Linked DNA regions of Mus musculus: region 2 is linked to region 1. Evidence: chromatin contacts called from public promoter capture Hi-C data. All regions are on one chromosome and are shown on one strand. Each heading gives the region's core, a stretch centred on a gene start, on an enhancer-like site or on the middle of the called end of the contact. The rest is flanking DNA. Distances are from core to core; before and after follow the strand shown. Region 1 overlaps St3gal3 (ST3 beta-galactoside alpha-2,3-sialyltransferase 3). Region 2 overlaps Ptprf (protein tyrosine phosphatase, receptor type, F).

Region 1 (5,396 bases), core at 2,613-5,112:
CCTCTAGTCCGGGCTAATTTTGTACTGTCACTAATGCCGCCCCATTATGGCAGCCCTGTCCTTCAGTGTATGCTATCGCAAACTCTGTTTTATGAACTCCCCCACTATTCCCAACTCTGAGTGGCCTCTAGGTCCTCACGCCACTTTCCAGGGTTCTTTCCTGGTTCCCAAGGTGTCCATGTCCACGTAGCAGCCAAGCAGTCCAGGGGGACTGGCTGCACACCCCGAGTTCCCTGCACAGGCCTCTTCCTCAGCTTCTCAGCTGGTCCCTCGCCTTAGAAGAGCCTTGGCTCTCGTTCCCTTCACCGAGGCCCGGAACTGCCTGGTGTGTAGCTGGGGTGAGGAAGGCCTTACTTAGCTCATTGGGTTCTTTTCTTTCAGAGCCCAGCATCCTTGCTTCAAAGTCCGCAAAGAAAGTTGGGGGTTTTTTCCTACAAAATTTGTGGGGGTTTTCCTGTCCTTTTTCCTTTCTTTGCCTTTTCTTTGTGCACACTCAACTTATTCTGCCCAACTGCCCACTTCGCCTAAAGCAATCTCTCACGAGGACCGCCCGTCAACCCGCCAGTCCTACTTACAATGCCGCCCGCCCAGTCATTAAAGATGACGGCTGAAGAAGCCTCACACAGCTTGTCTTTGTCACCCTCACACATACCCAGTATCTGGTCCTCAGCCCTGGAAGTGGCTCCACTCTTCACCCAAGAGCAGTCCCTGAACGCTGCTTTCCCCGTTTCACCCAGTTAATCAGTCTATAGGTAGTCAGGCTGGGCTGCTAAATTCCCTTCTTTAAAGATCAGCCCAGCTGTGAAGAGCACTGACTGCTCTTCTGAAGATCCTGAATTCAAATTCCAGCAACCACATGGTGGCTCACAACCATCTGTAATGAGATCTCATGCCCTCTTCTGGTGTGTCTAAAGACAGCTACAATGTACTTACATCTAATAAATAAATAAATCTATAAAAAAATAAAGATGAGCCGAAAGGAAATGCTGCTGCTCATACTTAAACATCATTAACTTCCATGAATGGGAACACACACACACACACACACACACACACACACACACACACACACAAGGCAGAGCTCACCTCACCCAGTATCTCTAGCACCTAACACAGGGTCTGGTACAAAGGTGGGGGTCCATAAATATGTTGAATGAGTGGTGTGACTAGGGGGGCCTACAGACTAGCTGGGGACATGGATCCTCTGTTCTTTTCTACTCGCGGGGAGGGGCCAGTGCCAGTGGTGGCAGCAGTGGTAGGTATGGTCCTTAGCCTCTCTGGGTCAGTCATCTTTCACAACAGTGACTGCCTAGCTCTGCCCACTCCTGACTCTCAGCCCGCCCAGCTGGTGACACCGCAGACCCCCACCTACTGAGGGTGTCCCATGACTCTGCTTAGACTAACTGTCTACGTCTCTGTTTACTTTCCCATACGTTGCCATTTTCTGATTCTTGCTTTGGGGTTCCCTCTGAGAACCCCTAACTTGTCAGCACATCATTTCTAAAGGCCTGAACTTCAACCTCGTCCACGAAGAGCCCTGAGCATCCCAAGCTGCACGCTTTACACATACGAGTTCTTGGAACTATGTGCTCATGCTGCCTGCAAAGGAAATGCCACCTCAAACATACCAATGCTCTGGGGACAACTTGCCTCTGAGGTAGCCCACAGGACAGTCCAGGTCTCACCACCCTGAGCACATATCTGCCTACAGTCAGAAGATCATGGGACTCCTGAGTCTACCAGGCTCAGAGCCACTGACAGCCACAGACAGCTGATACAGCAGCGGAAAGCACTCCTCTCCCTGACACCACAGCAGCAAGGAGGCAGCTGCACACGGAAGGAAAAACGCTTAGTCTCTTGGTGGCTTAGGCCTCCTGCTTCAGCCAGGCCAGTAAATGCAGGGTAACACAATCTACCAACCAAGGAGCACATGTGTCCTGTGCCTGGCTCCAGGCGGGAAGTGGCCTGGGTGATACCAAGCTCTGCCCTTCTCCAGCACCTGCACCAGGTCAGAGCTGTGAATGTACAAAGTGCTTTTGCAGATGCTGGGAGCCTTTGAAGTAAACTGTTAACTCTTTCAGGGATCCTACAAAGGGATTAAGTATGTCTTTTGGGTCACAGTAAGAGTCATAAAGTATTGGTGGGGGAGAACCCTAGAGAATTTGTAAACCTCCTGGAAAGTTCAGAAACTGAGCATAAAAAGCAGGCCACGAGCAAACTGTGTGCATGCATCAAATAAGGAACACTTCCCTTACTGCGCGGAATTTACTGAACTACATGTCATGCACAATAGGTCTGCTGTCATTAAACAGGCAAACACAGGAGCCGCTGAAAAGTCAGGCCATAAAACCAGTGGGAACTCAGAAGATTTGAACGGGACAATTACTCACTTTGAACCAACTAAAGGGCAGAGAGCCCCTCACCCAGCCTGTAGAGAACATCCTTCCAAGCGTGCAGTGACCGTTTCTGAAAGGGATGGAGGAGGGGGTCCAAACGGGGCTCAGCCCCCGATCCTAGTGTAATTTACAGTTACATTCTGGAAGGATGACCAGTGAAAGTACCTTTTCAGAAACATTACGGTTCCGGGAATGCATACATCTAATCATGGGTGGCAAAACACCCGCGGCACCTTGATGCATGTGCTTGCTCTCATGTCTGAGACATCTGCCAGACTCTGAGCTTTCAAAGCACGACATCTGTCCATCCTTCAAGTGAAACAGTGCTCCTGAGAGGTAGACAGTCTGGTTGGTAACAATCACACAAGGGCCTTTTCGTTAAGACAACCTCTTTCCTTGGCGCATAGCAAGGGTGTCAGGCACACTCCCGTTTCCTCACACAGAATACCAGAGAGATGTGCACTCCAGGGGGAAATCTAATAGAAGTCAGAACTGCTGGGCAGGGGTGTAGCTAGGGGTAGAGGACTTTCCTAACATGCTGGAGGCCCTGGCTTTAATCTGCAACACTGCGGACAAACTGCTTCATCAAGAATTGGTTCTAGGGGCTGGAGAGATAGCTCAGAGGTTAAGAGCACTGGCTGATCTTCCAGAGGTCCTGAGTTCAATTCCCAGCAACCAACGTGGTGGCTCATAACCATTTGTAATGGGATCTAATGCCCTCTTCTGGTGCATCTGAAGACAGTGTACTCATATACTTAAAATAAATAAATAATTCTTTAAAAAAGAGAGAGAGGAGAGAGAGAGAGAGAGAGAGAGAGAGAGAGAATTGGTTCTGCCTTTTAAAAAATGTAAAATTTCTCTGGATGTGTCCATGCATATATGCCTTTAGTCCTATTACTCAGGAAGAGGAGGCAAGCGGACCTCTGTGAGTTTGAGCCAGCCCGATGTACAGAGAAGTTTCAGGCCAGCAATAAGACCCTATCTCAAGCCAGGCGTGGTGGCGCACGCCTTTAATTCCAGCTCTCGGGAGGCAGAGGCAGGTGGATTTCTGAGTTCCAGGCCAGCCTGGTCTACAAAGTGAGTTCCAGGACAGCCAGGGCTACACAGAGAAACCCTGTCTCGAAAAACCAAACCAAATATCAAAAACCAAAAAAAAAAAAAAAAACCCTAAAGAACCAAAAACCAAAAAAACAACAACAACAAAAACCCCCACCCTGTCTCAAAACAAACAAACTCCCAACAAAAGAAAACAAATTTCAATTGGGTGTGTCCATAAAGAATAAGCCATTGTGACAGTGCAGGTGACAGTGCAGGTAAGCACTGTTGCTTTGTTTAAAAAAAAAAAAAAAAAAAAAAGCCCAAGATCAACTGTGGTGATACATTTTAATGAAAACATCTCTTACATTCTAAGAGACCTGAACTTTGGCTGGCCCTCAGAGCAGAGTTAATTACACACCTCAAGGTCACTCAGGACTCGGCCTGTTCGCCTGCTGTGTGCTCAGCCAGTCTAACCTGCCCTTCAGAGAACAAGTCACAACCCACCTTACTTGTTTATTATTAGTAGTAAGTATATGCTTGCTTATTATTACTTATTTATATGACAGTGTACGTCTATGCATGAGGAGGTCAGAGGGCATCAGATCCCCCAGAGCTGGAATTATGGCAGCTGTGAGCTGCCTGATGTGGGTGCTGGGAACTAAACTCTTGTTTCCTGCAGGTAGAGTATGTGTTCTTAATCACCAAACCGTGTCTCCAGCCTCGTCCCTCCCAACCCCCACGTAACTAGCTTTTACAACCTAAGCTAATGCACAGCTTTAATTCTGTAATAATAATAACAGTTTTTTCCATGCCCTGTGCATATGCTCCAACTCCCCACCCCTCAGAATGGAATGCAGATGTTCCCACTCGACCAGTGTTCTAAAATGGAAACAGCTATGTTACACTGCAAGTTCCCATTCTAGGCAATAGGAAACCCGCACGGAAGTCCCTGAAAGTGGGGTGATAGCCAGGCCTCATGCTCACGTATAGAGCCTCAGATGGAATTCCAGCCAATAGCACTGATCATGGTTTGAATGAGAAGTCCCCACAGTCTTGAGCACTGGAACACTTAGTCCCCATGGCTGGACTGTGGGGGGAGGGGGTGTGTGTCACTGGAGGGCATGTGTCACTGGAGGTGGCATTGAGAGGGCTAAGACTTGCACCATTTCAAGATCCATTTCTGTCTCCTGACTGTGGTTCCAGATGTGAGTCCTCAGCTTCTGCTCCAGCTGCCATGCCTCCACTCAACCACCGTGGGCTCTTAACCCTCTGGAACCGTAAGCCCGATTTAACGTTCCTTCTAAGAGTTGCCTTGGCTGTGGCTTTTTATCACAGCATGAAGAGTAACTGATTGATACAGAGCCTGACAAGCCCTATCAGTCTTGTGTTAGCCCTTCCTTTTCTCATTCTACAGAGCCACCACCCACTCCCATCAGCTGACATGAACCCAGTACTGAGTAAGTGGCCCCCACTGATAACAACCATCTCTCCCATCTAGAGCAGTGTACAGGGACATTAATGATGTACATGATGTTCAACCATTGCATCGGTCAGACAATCACAGTTCTTCACATCAAAAAAACCTTTTTTTAAGAGAAGATATCACTGTGTAGTCCTGGCTGGCCTGGAACTGGCTTTGTAGACCAAGCTGAACTGAACTCACAAAAATCTACCTGCATCCACCTCCTGAGTACTGGGATGTGCCATACACGTGACCATCTTCAAATTTTAAGTGACAAACATATATAGGCAAAATGGTCCACCAGGCAAGCAAACTCCTCCCACGAGAAGCAGCCTTGCCCATCTTCCTTCCCTGGTCACTGGCTCCTATCGCAAAGGGCACAGCAGTACATGGATTGAAGAACTATCTTACTCAAAATAGAGCTTTCCCTTCCAAAGATGCAACACTGTACAGCCTCCCATTGAAGCTGCATTAAACATAAGCACCGTGTCAGGGCTTGC
Region 2 (4,895 bases), core at 729-3,228, 170 kb after region 1:
GCAGGTTCTGATGTGACCCCCCCACCCCTCAGTGGATAGCACAAATCACTGACCCAGGAAGCCCAGCCAGGTTTAAAGTCCATCTTGGGACCTCCCCAAGGTCCCTCCCATTGCTTACCACACCCCCCTACACTCCTTTCCTCTGCCTTTCTCAACCTGCTGCTGCTGCCAGCAGCTAGCTCTGCTTGGTACCTCCAGGCCTCTTCTCTTGCCCTGCTCCAACCCTCTCTGTCCTTCAGCAAGAACAGTCTTTCAAAAAAAAAAAAATGCAGATCTGAGTATCAAATTCCTGCTCAGAGGCCTCCCATGCTCTTGACTGGCTCAGGACACAAAAATGCTAACAGCTACATTTCTGTGTGAGCTCACGGTGTGCCCAGCACGGTCCTAAGCCACTGCGTGCATTTCTCCATCTTTTTACTCAAGAGAGGTTTGAGTTATTGTCCTTCCTTTGAGGATGGAAAGAATCGATGCCTGTATCACAGTCTCCTCCGTTTTGGTCCCAGCCACCTTATTCTCTAAGGAGGCTGTCTCATCACTTCTGTGAGGCCCCACCCACCAGACACACCCACCATTGTGTTTGCTATATATGATTTTAGTGCATGCTGTCAGAACCACACACTCACAGCAACGATTACTGCTCTGTCTGTGTTTCTCAGTGACTGCGTCCCAAGGCCATCTGCTTCTACATGTCAGCATAGGGACTGGAATACAGTTAAGTGCTAACAACAGTCTGACAAATGACCTACAGACCATGAAGAGAAAGTTTCGGGAAAGCCCACAATAGATCTGGTGGCTTCTAGGACAAAGAAGGGCCTTTAAAGAACGCTCAGATGGGAGGGATGGAGGGGAGGTGGTAAGGTGACGGCCGTGAGCAGGGGCTTATAGGAAGGATGCCAAGGCGTGGGGCAGGACAAGGGCGAATACTGGTAAAAAACAAGGAAGGCCTCCTTGTCCAGAAGTTAAGCTAAATCCAGGCCACCCGGCTGACAGGCTCTGCCTCCACAGCAGAGGTGACACTGTTGCTGTGCAGAGGCATGCTCATCTGTCTACCTGCCAAGCTCAGTTTTCTTCTTTGGAAGCCTGGCCTGTCGCCTTTAGGATCTACCTGGCCCAGTGCCCTCGGAAGGGCAAATCCGGTACCCAGGGATATATCCCCCAAACATAACTCAAGAGTGGACACCTGACTAAAAGAGAGCAACCCCCTGGGTCCAGCTGAACAGATCTATCCATCATCTGTCCATCAGTCATCCTCTGAGGTGTATGCCAAGTGCTGACAAAAGAGCGGCCAGTACAGCAGGGAGACAAAGAAAGGGGGTCTCCTTAGCACTTCCTTTCTAACAAGGCTCCCCTGACTGTATGGCCTGGGAACACCCAAACGTCCCTGACAAAGAGCTGTGGGTGAACCAGGTGGTCACTGACCCTGAAGTCTGAGCTAGCAAACAGAGGTGAAGGCCAGAGTGAGGCGAACACTTGGAGGGCTTCCTGACTCCCCATCTATGAGCTATGTGTTTCGGCATGCATGTGTGATCACATGTGGGAGCGGGAATGGAAGCCGGGCTGAGAACAGACCCTCCCACCCTTCTCGGACAATGGTTACCATGTGGAGACTCAGTAACATTGTTATGCAAGACTGAAGTGCGGATGGTCATGAAACCAGCACAGGCAAGGTCTGGGTGGCTCCACGACTCCTCAGCTGTTTGACTCTAGGTAACTCACACCTCTGTTTGAGTCTGGTTTCTGGTATGTAAGACAAGACTGTGACAGTACCACTCCACGGGGGACCGAGTAAGAGGATGCTGTCCCGTACCTGGTAAGTGCAGGCCTGTTCTTGTTGGAGATTAGATATTATAGCCATTGCTACTAAATCAGTGTCTGCTTCTGCAGGCATCACCTAGCAGAGCCTTCTGAAGCATGTCCTAGGGTGACCACCAGAGGGCTATGGTGAGCCTGTGGGCTGAGCCCAACACCTATGACGGCCAGTTCCCCAACTGAACTTTGCTATTGATCTCCCTGGCCTACATCCCAATATCCTCGACCTCAGGTGGGACCCAGGACAAAACAAAACCAGACTTGGAGAGACTGAGGACACACGGTGGGAGTGGTGGGTGTCTCACCTCATACTCCTGGGAGAACTTGAGCCCATCGTTGGCTTTGAGGCGCTCAATATTGTCTGCCAGGTCAGTGATGGGGATGGGCGGGTGGTCTCGCATACCTGGGGGAGGTGGGGCAGACACATGGGTGGCATTAGTGTGAGTTCTGGTCAGGGTGGTAGAGACAGCCCAAGGCATGTGTGAACATGTGTGATCATGAAGTACTCAGCACTGGTGGCATGGAAACAACAGCACATGCGGCGGCGGCAACAGGAATGGAGAACACACAGTGGCTGGGCATCAGGGGAGGCCAGAGATGGAGGTGTGTGTACTGTGAGCACACAGAAGCATGTCCAGATGACCTGGTGCTGCACGGGACAACAGGGCTCTCTGCCTGCCAGGCCTGCCTAAGAGGAGCAAGGGGCTTCTTCCCACTAAGACGGGGCTTCGAGCTCAGGAACAGGGTGGAAGCTGGGCTCTTACCACACCTGTCTGAGACAGACACCCCCTTACCCCGACCCCTCATTGACGCCAGTCACCTCAGAGATTTGGTGACCCTGTCACCCCGGGCACCAAGTGTGTGGGTGGAATGGTCATGGAGCGCAAAGACAATGGCAGAGTGGCATAGAAGTAGGGAGAGAGAGAAGCAGAGATGGGGAGGAAGATACAAAGACAGGCAAGGGATCAGGACGGAGGCACACAGAGGGGTTGGATGGAGACCAGAGGAGGCAGGGACAAGGAGAGAGGGTGGGAGAGCAGATACAGGAGGAAGCCAGTGAGCACAGGAGGGGACAGAGAGAAGGGAGACGCCGGAAGGGGAGGGAAGGGATAAAGGCAAGGGGAAAAGGGCAAGGAGAAAGTGGGGAGACGTGAGGAAGTAGAAGAGTGGAGACACACTGAAGCCAAAGTGTCCCCAAACCAATGTGGGAACTTTGAAAACTAACTTGAGATATTCGGGCAACTGGGGGCACTGGAACCTGCAGAGAAAACAAACCAAAAGAAAACAATGGGACAGGAGCAGAGCTCAGGAACCCTCTTTCTGGTCACCTGGTTCTGCGGTTCGACACTGAAGGGACTGTAGGTGAAGGGCAAGAGGAAGGGGCACAGACAGAAAGAGTGGGTCAGCTCACGTGCCTTCCAGTAACAGACAGTCCCCCTCCCCCAAAGAGAGAGCTTCCAAGCAACATAGGTCTGAGTGGCCTCTTGAGACCCTATAATAAAGTCACTCCAGCCCAGCCCTCACCCCCTCAAAATCTGACCTTGGCCATTTTCAGATGGTCTCCATACCGGAAATGAAAAATCTTTTAAAATCTCAAGTTCCTCCCTTCTCAGGGATGTCATGTGCCCATGACATCCTTCACACACTGATATGGAAAAGCGTTCTGCATTCCCTTTTGCTGCTTTTCAACCCATGGAAATACTTCTGCCTGAAGGCTTGGGTCCTATACCTCAACACAGCTATGGGCCCTACCCTCTCAGTGCCACACTACGCCAGCACCTGAGACAGGGAACCTTTCTGCCCACACCTCTGCCTGCATGCTCCCCTATAACACCACCATCCTGCGGCCTGTTCCCTTCTCCCTTCCTGCTCGTCCCGGGAGAGTCTGCCCATTCTGAGCTTTGACCACTACCTGATCCTTGGTACCATTCACACTGGTGGCTCCCGGCCTGAGGTCAGCACAAAGTCCAGACACAAAGGCCTACTGCCACTTGGATATCCTCTATGGCAGCAGACACAGAACTGGCTTTGCATCCTTGTGTGAGCTCAGCTCACCTGCCTTACCACCTTCAGCTTCCCAGACTCTGTTCTTCTCCTGCCTCCCTTTCCTACCACTTAACTGCCTGATGTCTTCCCCAGGGCCCGCCCGCTCTCCACAGAAGCAGCCAGCTCTGCTGCTCCTCTGATGAAGACCTTCAATGACTCCCTTGGTCAGTCAGGATGAAGTCTAAGCTGCTCAGCCTGCCGGTCACGGTCACTTCTTGGCTCCAATGCTGCAGAAATACCCTTCAGGGGTTTAACTTGATGTATACACACTGTGCTTCCACTTAGAACCACCTCCAACCCAACTTTCTGTCTGGTGCCCACAAAGTGAGGCACCCTCTGAGAGCAGCCTCCTCTAACCACAGATTCACGCACTGGTTACAACAGCCCGCTGGGTCCACACGGAACACTTTCTCAAGACACGTGTCTTTGGAACTCAGTCGCCATGCTATAAGGAAGTCCAGGCTACACAAAGAGGCTAGCTCGTCTGCCAACTACCTCCCACCGGAACAAACCACCCTAGGGTTGGCAAAGTTCACTACCAAAGGCCAGAAAACCAGTGCTAAAGGCTTGCAGACACCCAGGGTTCTCTTCCACCTTCTAGTTGTCAACTGACCTTTGTAGTGCAAATGTCCCCAGAAATGAATGGGTGTGGTGGTGTGCTGGGCAAATTTTATTTATAAAGCAGACAGTGAGCTGTATTTGGCTCCAGGCCATAATTTGCCAGCCCCACTTTATAAGATTCTAGTTCCCAGCTTTCAAATCTTCCGGCTGAAGGCCTACCCTGGCTGGGTATCCTACCGTGCCCTGTCCCAATTCCTGACTCATAACAACTGTGAGAGAGAAGACATAATTACTGTTGTTTTAAGCCTTGAAGGTTAGGGGTAATTTGATGCGCAGTGATAACCACCTCACACAAACATAAGCCCTCAGTGTGCACACATGACTTCATTCACTCATTCCTTTGTTGTGTGCTCAAGCATCCAGCGAGAATCTACCACACGATAAACACAAGGACGGGTTGAGCCAGCCAGGTCCTGGAG

Evidence for each region. Capture Hi-C pulls out chosen DNA fragments and counts their contacts.
Region 2: a contact with region 1 is called in a promoter capture Hi-C map of liver. The contact joins two enhancer-like sites. A contact is called at or near these places in 1 of 115 datasets of contacts at active chromatin or transcription factors (embryonic stem cells) and 1 of 9 other capture datasets (liver).

Annotation. Positions count from the first base shown.
Region 1 is chr4:118,039,004-118,044,399 of GRCm38.p6, forward strand. All of the region lies in intron 3 of St3gal3 (ST3 beta-galactoside alpha-2,3-sialyltransferase 3), which reads right to left. Among named protein-coding and RNA genes, the nearest start is that of 9530034E10Rik, 67 kb to the left of the region's middle. Within about 2 kb of position 3,863, at least 16 of the 459 cell types and tissues checked have an H3K27ac peak or open chromatin away from gene starts, as enhancers often do. A contact at or near this core is called in liver, where this site is marked.
Region 2 is chr4:118,214,978-118,219,872 of GRCm38.p6, forward strand. Ptprf (protein tyrosine phosphatase, receptor type, F) reads right to left here. Exons shown (of 33, transcript NM_011213.2): 22 at 2,115-2,212. Among named protein-coding and RNA genes, the nearest start is that of Mir7226, 6.9 kb to the left of the region's middle. Within about 2 kb of position 1,979, at least 11 of the 459 cell types and tissues checked have an H3K27ac peak or open chromatin away from gene starts, as enhancers often do. A contact at or near this core is called in liver, where this site is marked.